Linked DNA regions of Macaca mulatta: all the other regions are linked to region 1. A link is a contact called in public Hi-C data. All regions are on one chromosome and are shown on one strand. The core of a region is the stretch at or near the end of the contact, and the rest is flanking DNA. Distances in the headings are between cores, read along the strand shown.

Evidence for each region. A called contact is a pair of places that touch in the nucleus more often than the background predicts.
Region 2: a Hi-C map of fetal cortical plate shows a contact between it and region 1, with 2.2 times the contacts expected there. The contact joins the promoter of RETSAT here to the promoter of MAT2A in region 1. A contact is called at or near these places in 3 of 14 Hi-C or Micro-C datasets (fetal cortical plate and liver).
Region 3: a Hi-C map of liver shows a contact between it and region 1, with 4 times the contacts expected there. The contact joins the promoter of ELMOD3 here to the promoter of MAT2A in region 1. A contact is called at or near these places in 2 of 14 Hi-C or Micro-C datasets (fetal cortex germinal zone and liver).

What each region holds. Positions count from the first base shown.
Region 1 is chr13:38,857,484-38,861,461 of T2T-MMU8v2.0, reverse strand. It overlaps MAT2A (methionine adenosyltransferase 2A), which reads left to right and starts at 2,652. Exons shown (of 9, transcript NM_001195289.1): 1 at 2,652-2,833. The coding sequence starts at 2,743.
Region 2 is chr13:39,046,752-39,050,375 of T2T-MMU8v2.0, reverse strand. RETSAT (retinol saturase) reads right to left here and starts at 1,370. Exons shown (of 11, transcript NM_001257563.1): 1 at 1,059-1,370. The coding sequence starts at 1,230. All of the region lies in intron 2 of ELMOD3 (ELMO domain containing 3), which reads left to right.
Region 3 is chr13:39,072,095-39,075,682 of T2T-MMU8v2.0, reverse strand. It overlaps ELMOD3 (ELMO domain containing 3), which reads left to right and starts at 2,221. Exons shown (of 12, transcript XM_077959121.1): 1 at 2,221-2,324; 2 at 3,026-3,056. It overlaps TGOLN2 (trans-golgi network protein 2), which reads right to left and starts at 2,155. Exons shown (of 4, transcript XM_002799323.4): 1 at 2,083-2,155; 2 at 734-1,851. The coding sequence starts at 2,128.

The DNA of each region.
Region 1 (3,978 bases), core at 1,403-3,902:
TTTTAAACTGTACTTAGTGCCATGAAAGAAAACACTTTGTGACAAATCTGTGTAGACGAAGGCTTCATCCAGGAAGTGGTAGCTGAGCTCGAGTGAGAAGGGTGGGGAGTTAGCCAGGCATCTCCCGACATTTAGAGCGCCGAGTGGGCAGAGACCAGGATTGTCATAGCATTTGCTCCTGGGTCTGACTCACAGATGTGCTCGTAAATATTTGTGGAAGGGAGGAAGGGACAATATGAATAATATAAAATGAATGAAAATGTGTCCTGCTTTGTTTTGATAGTATGCAATTAATAAAATTAACTGCTACTAACTAAAAAAAAAAAAAATCTAAAGTAGAAGACAGAAAGGGGAGTGTGGCACAAGACCAGGTTGCAGAAGTAGCAGCCAAATCACACCGGGGCCTTGAGTCCGTAGAGATTTCAGTCTGTATCCTAACAACAATTGAAAGCCACTGAAAAGTAAATCACAGGAAATAGAGCTAATATTTTTACAGCTTACATTAAAACAAATTATGTACTAGATACTGTGCTAGACTCTACTTGCACTATTTCAATCCTTGAAACAATCCTATGATGTACTATTAATATTCCAATTTTACAGAATGAGGATACTGAGGCATAGAGAGGTCTGACTCCAAACCCCTACTCTTACTGTATTACACCTACACACTATTCACAAGTGAGAGAAGTAGGTAAGCAACTATGTACAGCTGGTTCTCATCTCCTTGGCAGGCCTAGCCCCACTGTGGAGTTGGTAGCACAGGGGTATCAGGATTTATTGACTTTACACCCCTTGTTCTGACTCCCTAATAAAATAACCTTCTAATTATATTCTGGCTTCCCATATAGATTTTTCTGCTGGGAAATAATGCACTGACCAGCCTACACACGCATTTTGTTCCAGTTGACAATTTTATTGCTCATTGTAAGTTAACTGGCATTCTGCTTAAAAAAAGATAACAAACAAAAAAATTTAATGGTCTTACACAGTTGCTTTCCCATGAAGGGTTAGCTTGAAAAGTAAAAAGCAACGAATAAAAATATCATGATCTATTGTCTCTTTTGTGGTCGAACCTTTTCTTGCTGGCTGCTTTGAGCGACCGTGGATGTGGTCACTGAGGATGGTGATAAGCCCTTTCTTTACCTTCTTTGTCGGTGTTCCCAGCACAGCTCAAGTGCTTCCTTTGTTTCCCGCTGAGCCTTTAGCAAATCCCACCTTTCCTCCCTCACCGGCGGAGAGGATTGTTCTAGGGAATGCACCTCGTTCTACTGCCTCCAGCAGTAGGCAGCTGGAGACTGTTACTAGGGGTCTCCTTCACCTCCCCAGCGTAAAGTGCATCCCATGCTAGGCGCAGGCCGTTCTCTGAGAACCTCATTAAACCCGGCGTTCTTGTCACGCGCTGCGCCCAGGGCCACCTGGCCACCGGGCCACCAGCCCCTGACCAGACTTGCACTGAGGCCCAGCCCCAGAACAAGCTGCGGAGACCCCCGCCCCCAAGGCGGGCTCCCTCCAAACGGGACTCCCTACTCCTTGCTGGCTCAATTTTTGTTTCGCTCTTTTTCCCTGTCTATAATTCCTTTATTGGGCAAAACTGGGACAAACGCAGGTGGACATTTTAAAGTGAAAGCTTAATGAAACAGCCCATTCCACGCCGTCGAGAGTTGTACTTAAGCACATTCAAGGGAACTAATAGCCCCCACCCACCAAAAAAGAAATGTTCGTTCCATATTCTCCTGAACAGAGGATTGAAACATCGATTTTTTTTCCCCCTTCAAAGGCACAGTTAGGCCACGGGGCAAGGACGGCCTTGGGAGCGGCCTCCTTTCTCTCTGGGGAGAAAGGCTGGAGCGCTGCCTCCACTTTAAGTCCACGAAGGGCGAGGGGCGAGGGTCCCTCAGAAAGTTGAGCGCAGGGGAGCGAGGAGGAGGGCGATTGTTTAAATCGATGGCAGCACCCTCATTAATCTGCTTTCTGGCCATCTTCAGCAGAGCCATTCACCAGGAAATGACTAGAAGGTGGGCCGGCGCTCCTCAGATTTCCCGGGGCCGGCAGCAAGCCGGGCGGGGACGCCGAAGGAAGACCGTGAGGAGCCCTCGCTGGCCAGCCAAGATGGCCACCTTCACATGGCCGACCGCCACCGGCTCCCTGCCACCCGGCATCTAGAGGCGGGGCGGCCAGAAAGACCCCAGCCGAAGCACAAAACCTCCGCGATTCCCGCCGCCTCCGCTGGGGGACGCGACCTCCGGGAAAGCTATCCCGGCCAACGGTCGGAAGGGAGGTGCCATGTCACAGCACAGGGGAGCGGGTCCGGCAAGCCCCAGTCGCTTTTTCTCCCACATCAAACAAGGAAGAGCAAAACCCCCCGTCTCCTCGCGTCTGCATTTTTCCCCTAGCTCTAGCGGCTCAATATAACTAAACGGTCTCTGGAGGGCCGGGTTGCGTCGGTCCCTCCCGCGGCCGCGCAGTGTGGTTCAGCCCGGGCTCCGCGGGGCGCGCTGCCCTTCCTCCCCCGACCCCCGCGCAAGTGGTGCATTGGCGCGCGGCGCCGAGAGGCGGGGCCCGAGCCGGGCGCGCGCGGGCGGTGCTCTATAAATACCGGGCCGCGCCGCCCGCCGCTTCGTTCGCTCCGCGCCGCCCGCCTGCTCCGAGTAGGACGCTGTCCGCAGCTTGCGCATTTCGCAGCCGCTGCCGCCTCGCCGCTGCTCCTTCGCAACGCCACTTCCACTCACCGACACCAACATGAACGGACAGCTCAACGGCTTCCATGAGGCGTTCATCGAGGAGGGCACGTTCCTCTTCACCTCAGAGTCGGTGGGGGAAGGCCACCCAGGTGAGGGGACGACCTGAAGCGAAGCGTGGGGCGGGGCGGAAGGCAGCGCCGATGTCCGGCCGGCGGCGGGTCCCGCGCGGGTTGTCCTCGTCCGCCCGGTGGTGGGAAGAGCGGCGACCGCGCGCTTTTCTCCTGGCGCCGCCAGGGCCTGGCGCGTGGCCGCCGCTCCTCTTCCCCCTCCCTTTCCTCTTTTCCCCTTCCCACTCCTCCCCTTCCATTCGGTCGCGCGCCTCGGCATGCGGAAGGTTCCAGAAAACGAGAAGGGCGGGGGCTGTGGTCGCTAACGTGTTCTAGCCGGGAAGGGAGGGCACTGTTAACCCCTCCAGGTCATGCCGTCTGACAAACGTGGAGTGGGCGACCCGAGCCGCCCCGCGTGCTCGCGTCCGGCCCGCGGGAGCGCGCGCCCCGCATTGCAGCGGCGACCACGTGTTTGCCGCATGTGGTATCTGGGCGAGGGGGAGCCGTGGGCCTCCCCGGCCCTCCTGGCCCTCGGTTTGAGGGGTGGGGGGCCCATGCCTCGCGACGTCGTCTGGCTCCACTGCCTCAGTGGTTAGGTCTTGACCACACACTGGAGAATACGCACATGCCCTTCGGCGGATATGGCCTTGCCTTCAAGGTGATGGCCTCTGACTAAATATAGCGCATGTGGAAGAAGGCAGTCCTTATTTGGACCCCTTGTGAAAAGGATGGGAAGTATGAATTAGGAGCTGCCATTGCTTTGGGTTCCCTTTTAAATTCTTCGGTGCTGCCGTTAGGCAGGGTTTTACTTCAGACTTTGTCCGCTTAACCGCCATTATGGGGATCAATTGGCACGTGAAGGAGGAGTAACGCTATTTCCAGGAACTGAAAATCTAAGCCTGAGCACATCGGCTAGTAAAGATGTTTATTTGGCTACTAAATTAGGCTGTTTCTGCCCTTAGAATGACCGCAGTAGCTATCTGGTGGCTTTAGGGTCTGGTCAGTTTACTGTGCCCATGATGAAATCCCGTTAAGTAACTTAGTGATCTGAGAGGACAAACCCAGGATCTAGATGAGTGCTGAAGGTTAGCTGTTACCCCAGTTAGTAGTAGACTGAAGTCTTAAGCCTGCAGTCTGGCTTCCACATTATGTTTGGATTCTGTTTTGGGTGGTTATAGAAAATTGAG
Region 2 (3,624 bases), core at 121-2,620, 190 kb before region 1:
TCGGGAGGCTGAGGCATGATAATCACTTGAACCCAGGAAGCGGAAGTTGCAGTGAGCAGAGATCGCACCACGGCACCCTAGCATGGGCAACAGAGAGACTCTGTTTCAATAAATCAATAAATAATGCCAGTTGCAACTCACTAAATTGATTTCATAGCCCCCTAATAGATCACAACACGGTTTGAAAAACAGTTAAGCTAGTCATCTCATTTTTACACCAGCCCAGGTAGGTGCTAATGGTTATGCAGCAAATTAGTGACAGTTCAAGCTAAAACTCAGTTCTCGGAAGTCCAGATGATTAGTCCTTCCACTTAGAACAGTATTGTCTCTGATTGTGCAGCAAGATATGACACAGAATTCTAAAATTTACAAGTGAGAGGGACTCTGTAGATCAAACAGGTGATCCATTATTTTTTAAAGCAGCAGAACTCTTTAAACCCTAGAAGCAACCACAAAATATGTTTTAAAGATGAGAGTGGAGAGCAGGCTCTGAGCCTGAGGCACCCTGTTGAATCTCTGCCAAAGTTTCAGAACTAGGGTTCAATCCTTATGACTCGAGACCATGCAAAGCCTGTTAAATCACCGGACGGGCAAAATGCAATTTCCTATGCAAGTTGGGACACATTCCTGTGTTGTCCCCCACACCCCTGAGCTCTCATGGGAGGGTAGGTGAAAAAGTTAAGGTCCTGGAACCAAGTAGAGGAATGTCTCTTATCAGTTCCGTGAGCTGCCGGGATAACAAGTGGCAGGGCGGGTGCCAAGACCTTGCAAACCAAGGACAATCACCGCGCCCTTGGGACTACTATTCCCGGGGCCTGCTAGGGCGAAGGCTATGGGGCCTGTTAGGGCGAAGGCTATCGGGGCCTGCTAGGGCAAAGGCTATAGACAGTGTCGGACACTAAAGCAGGGCTCCTCCCCGTGCAAGGAAGCCCTCCCAGTACTTTATATATGGGGAAACTGAGGCCCGGGTCTGGTAGCGGCTGCCTTGGCAAAATGAGAACCCAAACCTGTGAGAATGCCTGAAGTGCAGCCCCGGATCCCAGGGTCCCTCCTACTACCTTGTTTGAGAACCTTCTTCCTGGCCTCCTTGTCAGTTACCAGGGGCGCTGGTGGCCGTTTGACATCTTCAGAGAAAGGATTTGGGGATTTGCCAGAGAACAGTCCCAAGTAAACTTTGCAGACGACGGCCAGCAGCAGCACGGTCAGGAACAGCACCAGCGGAAGCCACATCTCGCCGGCGTCGGGTCGGGTAAATGGGACAGCTCCGACTGCGCTCAGCCTCTAGGACTGTGGCTCCGCCCGGGGTAGTTGCTCTCCAGTCAGGAGGCGGAGGCAGCTCTGAGCACTGATTTACCTACCAGCCAGCCAGCCAACCGGCCAGCGAGAAGCCAACAATCCGGTGACGATTGACCCTCCCGGCTCTCCGTACTCTTTTGCCCTGCGTAGTTTCCATTGCCTACTGGGAAATGTAGTTCTCGGGGCCGGGGGAGACGGCACGGAAGAGGCCTGTGCGCAAGAGCAGATGAGGCCTAGCCGAGGCGGCGGGACCCCCAAGTTTGGAAAGCTGTGTTAAGGGTGAGAACGCGTTAACACCTGCCAAGGGGTTAACCCCTTTGAAAAGCTCCCTAACCCCTTTGATAAGCTGGTTGGTGCCTTTGTGGAGCTAGCAGCCGGCCTGAGGAGGGAGGGAGTATGTGATCCGGTTGAAACGATCACTGCAGGGCGAGACAAGGCCTAGAGTTGTAAGACTGAAAGAGAATCCCGACTGGGAGACAGGAGTCTTGAGTTCTGGTCCTGGCTCTGCCCTGGACTCGCTGCCCTGAGGTGTTAAATTGCTTTCCTCCTCTTATGCCTCCAGGCAATGCCAAAGTTCTGTCCAAAGTCCGCACACAACCCCTGTCTGACTGGGTGTCTTGAATTGAAATCTCTGTTCTGCACATCACAGCCGGTGAGCGTGTGGCTCTGTGCCCCTCAACATGGCCCATAGTTTTGTCCTGGGAGCCTGTCTGGGACGGAGTCCTTTATGGCGAGTCCCTAATGACACCCCATCCGTGGGGAACCTGGGGGATGGGGAGCTGTCTACGGACGAGCACGGTGAAAGGATCAGCGAAGGACCGGTCCAATTTAAATTCCTATGCAGAGAGTCTAACCTCCAGCAAGCAGTTGAAGAATCATACCCCCTCCTTGCCTAAAGTGGATGCACAATGAATACTTGATTTGAGAAGGATCCATTTTTATAGGAAGGCCGTTAACTTAGGTCCAACTATCAGGAACTTGCCTTTGAGTACGTCCTTTTTTGACAGTTGTTGCTCTTTTCTTCTCTGATACAGACAGTGACTGTCCCTACTGAAGGCCCCAGCAGTACTCCAGCCAGGTGTGGAAAGCTGGTCACGATTCTACGCTACTTGGTTCATTTTCTACACAGCAACAGAAGAGCCTTCCTGAGACTGCTATTACCATACCCGCCTGTCATCTTGCCAAGGCTGGCCAATGTGTGTTTTGGCATAGGCTGTCATGGAGGCCATGGTGGAGGAAAAGGAAAGGGGGGGCAGATGTTGAGGCCCCAAAGGCCACAGTGAGAACAGTTCAGTTCCTGAGTTGCCAAGACTGAGGGGGCACTGTCCTGCCCGCAGGATTATAATGAGCCACATGTCCAGCCCAAGAGCCAGGAGGAATTCTTCCTCTCAGTGTTAATAATCAAAGCATCCTGACACCAGCAGCCAGTTCTTATGGAATCCTGATCATTATTACCACAGTGGAGAGCTGACCTGGTAGAGAGGCTACCCTCCTTCCTTAGTCACCCAAGCCTGTGAACTATGATTGTCAGTTGTATGTGGGCCGTCTGCCCACTTAGGATGCAATTTTTGATGTGACAGACATCCCAGATGTCCAATTCCCCCGTGATGAGGTATGAGCCTTGTCCAGCCCTTTTCCTCAGGGAAGCAATGTCAGATGAAAGACTTAGAGTTGCCCAAACTGGCTAGCCACGTGTACAGTATTGGTGATAACTGAGAAAGGTTAGAACATTGTGTGGCATTTTGAATTTCTACCATCATTGGAACCAGGTCTAGTATTATAAGCCCCAGACCCAACCTGTGGGTGAGGCCTAAACAAAGCCTGAGCACTTCAGCTAAGACGACCCACCAAGGTGCCACCTTTAGCCTAACCCCTTTGATAAGCTGGCCCAGGTCCCAGTAACTCCATTGTCAGAAACAGACCCCATCCCTTCTAGTGGTGCTGCTGCCTTTTGAGCACAGAATCCAGCCCACAGACCCCCTGCATGGTCCCCTTTTTGCCATCCTGTGGCATGGGTAATAAGAGGGAAGCATTTGGCTGAGGCAACTTGTTCATTCAGAATAAATTCACAGCTGCTTAAATTTTGTCAACAGGCCGGGCGCGTTGGCTCAAGCCTGTATTCCCAGCACTTTGGGAGGCCGAGGCGGGCAGATCACGAGGTCAGGAGTTTGAGACCAGCCTAACCAACGTAGTCAAACCCCGTCTCTACTGAAAATACAAAAATTAGCCGGGTGTGGTGGTGCACGCCTGTAATTCCAGCTACTCGGGAGACTGGGACAGGAGAATCGCTTGAACCTGGGAGGCGGAGGTTGCAGTAAGCCGAGATCA
Region 3 (3,588 bases), core at 972-3,471, 210 kb before region 1:
CAGCCAGGAATGCACATTTTTACTAAAGGTCTTCCCCTCTATTCTTTCTAGCCACAGGCCTCATGGCCAGAAATGGACTCTCCAATTTTAAGCAGGTTACAGAAACTAGCTTCTAAATTTTGGGGGCTCAATATGAAATGCAATCATTTTGTCATTAGAGTGGTTGCTAATAAACAGACCAAACCCTGCTGAAAAAGTCACAGGTGTACGTGTCTGTGCAATTTCTGGGCTTTCTTCTAATTATTATTAATTGCAGAAGTCCCTGGGCTCCTTGTTGCTGGTATTGAAGATGCAGTAATTGAAACTATTCTTTGTGCCACTGATGGAAGAGAGAATGTTGGGAAAGGAAACTAGAAATGATATGTCGTCTCAAGAATGGAAATAGGATGGAAGGTACGTGCTTTAACTGTCAAGTACTCAGGTCCTCTGAGGCTGTGAAGGGCCCAAGTGCAAAGTTATGGGAGGAGATTCCACGTCAGGTCAGATCCTAATAATGGCCTAACTTGGCTCCTAATGCAGTAGCAGAGGACACTCAAAGTAAATAGATGACAGGATGAAAACACGATTCACAAAACAAGAGTAAAAAGGCCTAATGGGGCCCGAGGAAAAAAACTGAAGTTTGTTTTAAAGTCCCCAGTGCTCACGGGCATCCAGTGATAGGATACCCACCCAAACCCAAGCTTCCAGGGTGCTGGAAACCCCACTCCCCTCCCGAAGGCCGCTCTAGACCTACCTTCCGCTTGTTGTGATGAGCGATATAGAGGACTGCCACAAGAATGGCTGCAGTCACCAGATATGCAAAGAAGTGGCTGCTCTCCGCGCTGGCATTTCCAGAACTCTCCCTATAATGGTCATCCTTCTCGCTACCCCTGGAATCCAAAAGTGTCCCTTCACGGTTTTCATTGGAGGCAGAACCGGACATCTTTTCTTTCTCTTCTTTGGGCGGTGAGCCCTCCTCGGGTCCTGTATCATCATCTTCAGCCTCTTTGGGCTCCACATCCTCAGTAGGCTCTGAAGACTTACCTTCCTCCTGCGGGGAAGAAATGAGGTCAGTGTCCTCCCCAGATTCGGTTTTGAAAGCATGAGGAGAAAGCTTCCCTTTGTCAGCTAACTGGTTTGTGTCAGCCTTGGGGAGCTCCTTGTTATCAGAAGGGTTGGAGACGGGCTTGGAATGGTCTTTCCTGGAAGGCTGCTCTGGAACCACCTTGCCAGGGCCGTCTTTTGGGGTCTGCTCCTCCGCATCTGACTTGCTAGACCCGTCTATTGGGCCCTGCTCCTCTGCACCGGACTTGTTAGCGGCGTCTTTGGGAGTCTGCTTCTCCGCACCTGACTTGTTAGGGACGTCTTTTGGGATCTGATCCTCCGCACCCGACTTGCTAGAGCCGTCGGCACCCGACTTATTAGGGACGTCTTTTGTGGTCGGCGCCTCCGCACCCGATTTGCTAGTGCTGTCTTTCGTGGTCTGCGCCTCCGAACCCGACTTGCTAGGGCTGTCTTTTTGGGTCTTTGCCTCCGCACCCGACTTGCTGGAGCTGTCTTTTGTGATCTGAGCCTCCGAACCTGACTTGCTAGAGCTGTCTTTTTGGGTCTTTGCCTCCGCACCCGACTTGTTGGGGTTGTCTTCTGGGGTCTGCGCCTCCGCACCCGACTTGCGAGGGCTGTCTTTTGAAGTCTGCGGCTCTGGATCCGACCTGCTAGGGCTGTCTACTGAAGTGTGCGGCTCCGGATCCGACTTGGTAGAGCCTCCAGGCCGTTGGCTCAAGGTGGGGTAAGTAGAGACGTTTTCTGTAGAAGGCCGAACTCCAGCTTCTTCTTTCTTGACACTTGCGGTGTCCGAGAGCGGCGCGGCTCCTAAAATAGAAAAACGACTTAGCACCAGAGAAGGGCAGGCCGGAAGAAGGAACTCCTCAGAGCTGGAAGATATTGGGAGCAGCGGGGAAACAGGGATTGGGGGGTGGGGCGGGAGATGATGGCGAGCGGAGAGGTGGGTCGGGCAGGGAAGAAGCGAGCCTAGAAGTTACCTGCCCAGGTGAGAATGGGGGATCTGGGGGCAAGAGTGGGATGCTGGATAGAGGGTCTTACCAGCCGCTGCGACGCTCAGGAGGACTAACGCAACCACGAACCTCATCCTGCTCGAATAGCGCTTCCGCCCTCTAACGCTCTCGCGAGATCCGCGCGCGGGGCCCCTCTCCAGTCCCGCCCCTGCTGCGCGCGTCTTTCCGTCTCCGGCTTCCGCCAAGACAAAGGGCGAGATTTGCGGGGGCCGCTGCTGCTGATGTCTACGCTCGCCTTCAGCTGCGGTGGTTACGGTCGCTGAGTGGAAGGTGAGCCTTTTCTTCCTGGTTTCTCGTCTCTACCACAGCCGCAACAGACTGGCCCTCCGTTTTTCGTCCTCTCCGCTGCGTACTTCCGAGACGTTACAGGCAGAGCTGGAGCTCCCTGGCCTCTCGCACTGGCCGCGGAAGTGAGGTCGCTAGGGGCAGGCGCCTCTTGGCCACCACCATCCTGTGCTTGCGTTTCTATGCTCTGCTTTTTTCGTGTTTCCCTCTTGGTAGTATACAAACATGCGGTGCTCTGGTCTCTCCCATGTGGGAACAAATCCATCCGATCACCTACAAAGCGTTGCCTTCGCATCCCGGCCCTCCTCCTTCCCGCCTCCACAGAGACTGTGTTCTCCGAGGTCGCCAAACATGTTTTCCAAAAAGTGCAGCCTTTTTCTGGTCGTAAAAGTACAGAAGCAGAAAACAAAACCTGACTGCCACCCTTCCGGGATAATCACTATTAATGTTTTAGTGTATTGTCTGCCCTCTAAACATTTAATGTTTTTTGAATAGATAGTACGGTATAATGTTTCAGAAATGATAACCAGATTTTAAAGTAAATAGACCTTTCTTAGAAGAGTCTTCCTACTCCTCCACAGGTTACCGCTTACATTAGTTTATTATGTTTCCATTTAGTTTTGTAAAAAAAAAAAAAAAAAGGACACTTTCCCTTCTTAATTAGTGTATTTCTCTTTTCTATGCAGATTTATTTTCTCCGCATATTGGGATAATCAGGTAAATGGTTTTGTATCCCACCGTTTACAGTTACTGTTATGTTTATACATTAAATGTTTGAAATCACTTTATGAACGATTGCCAGGCTTGGTGCTTAGGAGACAGTGATTTAAGAAATGATAGGTCTTAAATGAAATTACATCAAGTTAAAAAGCTTCTGCACAGCAAAGGAAACAGTGAAGAAACAACCTACATAATGGGAGAACTATTCGCAAGCTATCCATCCGACAAGGGATTAATAACTAGAATATATAAGAAACTCAAGGAAAAAAATATAATTAAAAAATGGGCACCAGCCAGGGCAACATGATGAAACCCTGTGTCTACCAAAAATACAAAAAATTAGCCGGGCATGGTGGCCTGTGCATCTAATCCCAGCTACTCAGAAGGCTGAGGATAGGAGGATTATTTGAGCCTGGGAGGCGGAGATTGCAGTGAGTGAGCCAAAATCTTATCACTGCGTTCCAGCCTAGGCAACCATCCCAAAAAAAGAAAAAAAAAATGGGCAAAAGACCTGCTGAATAGACGTATC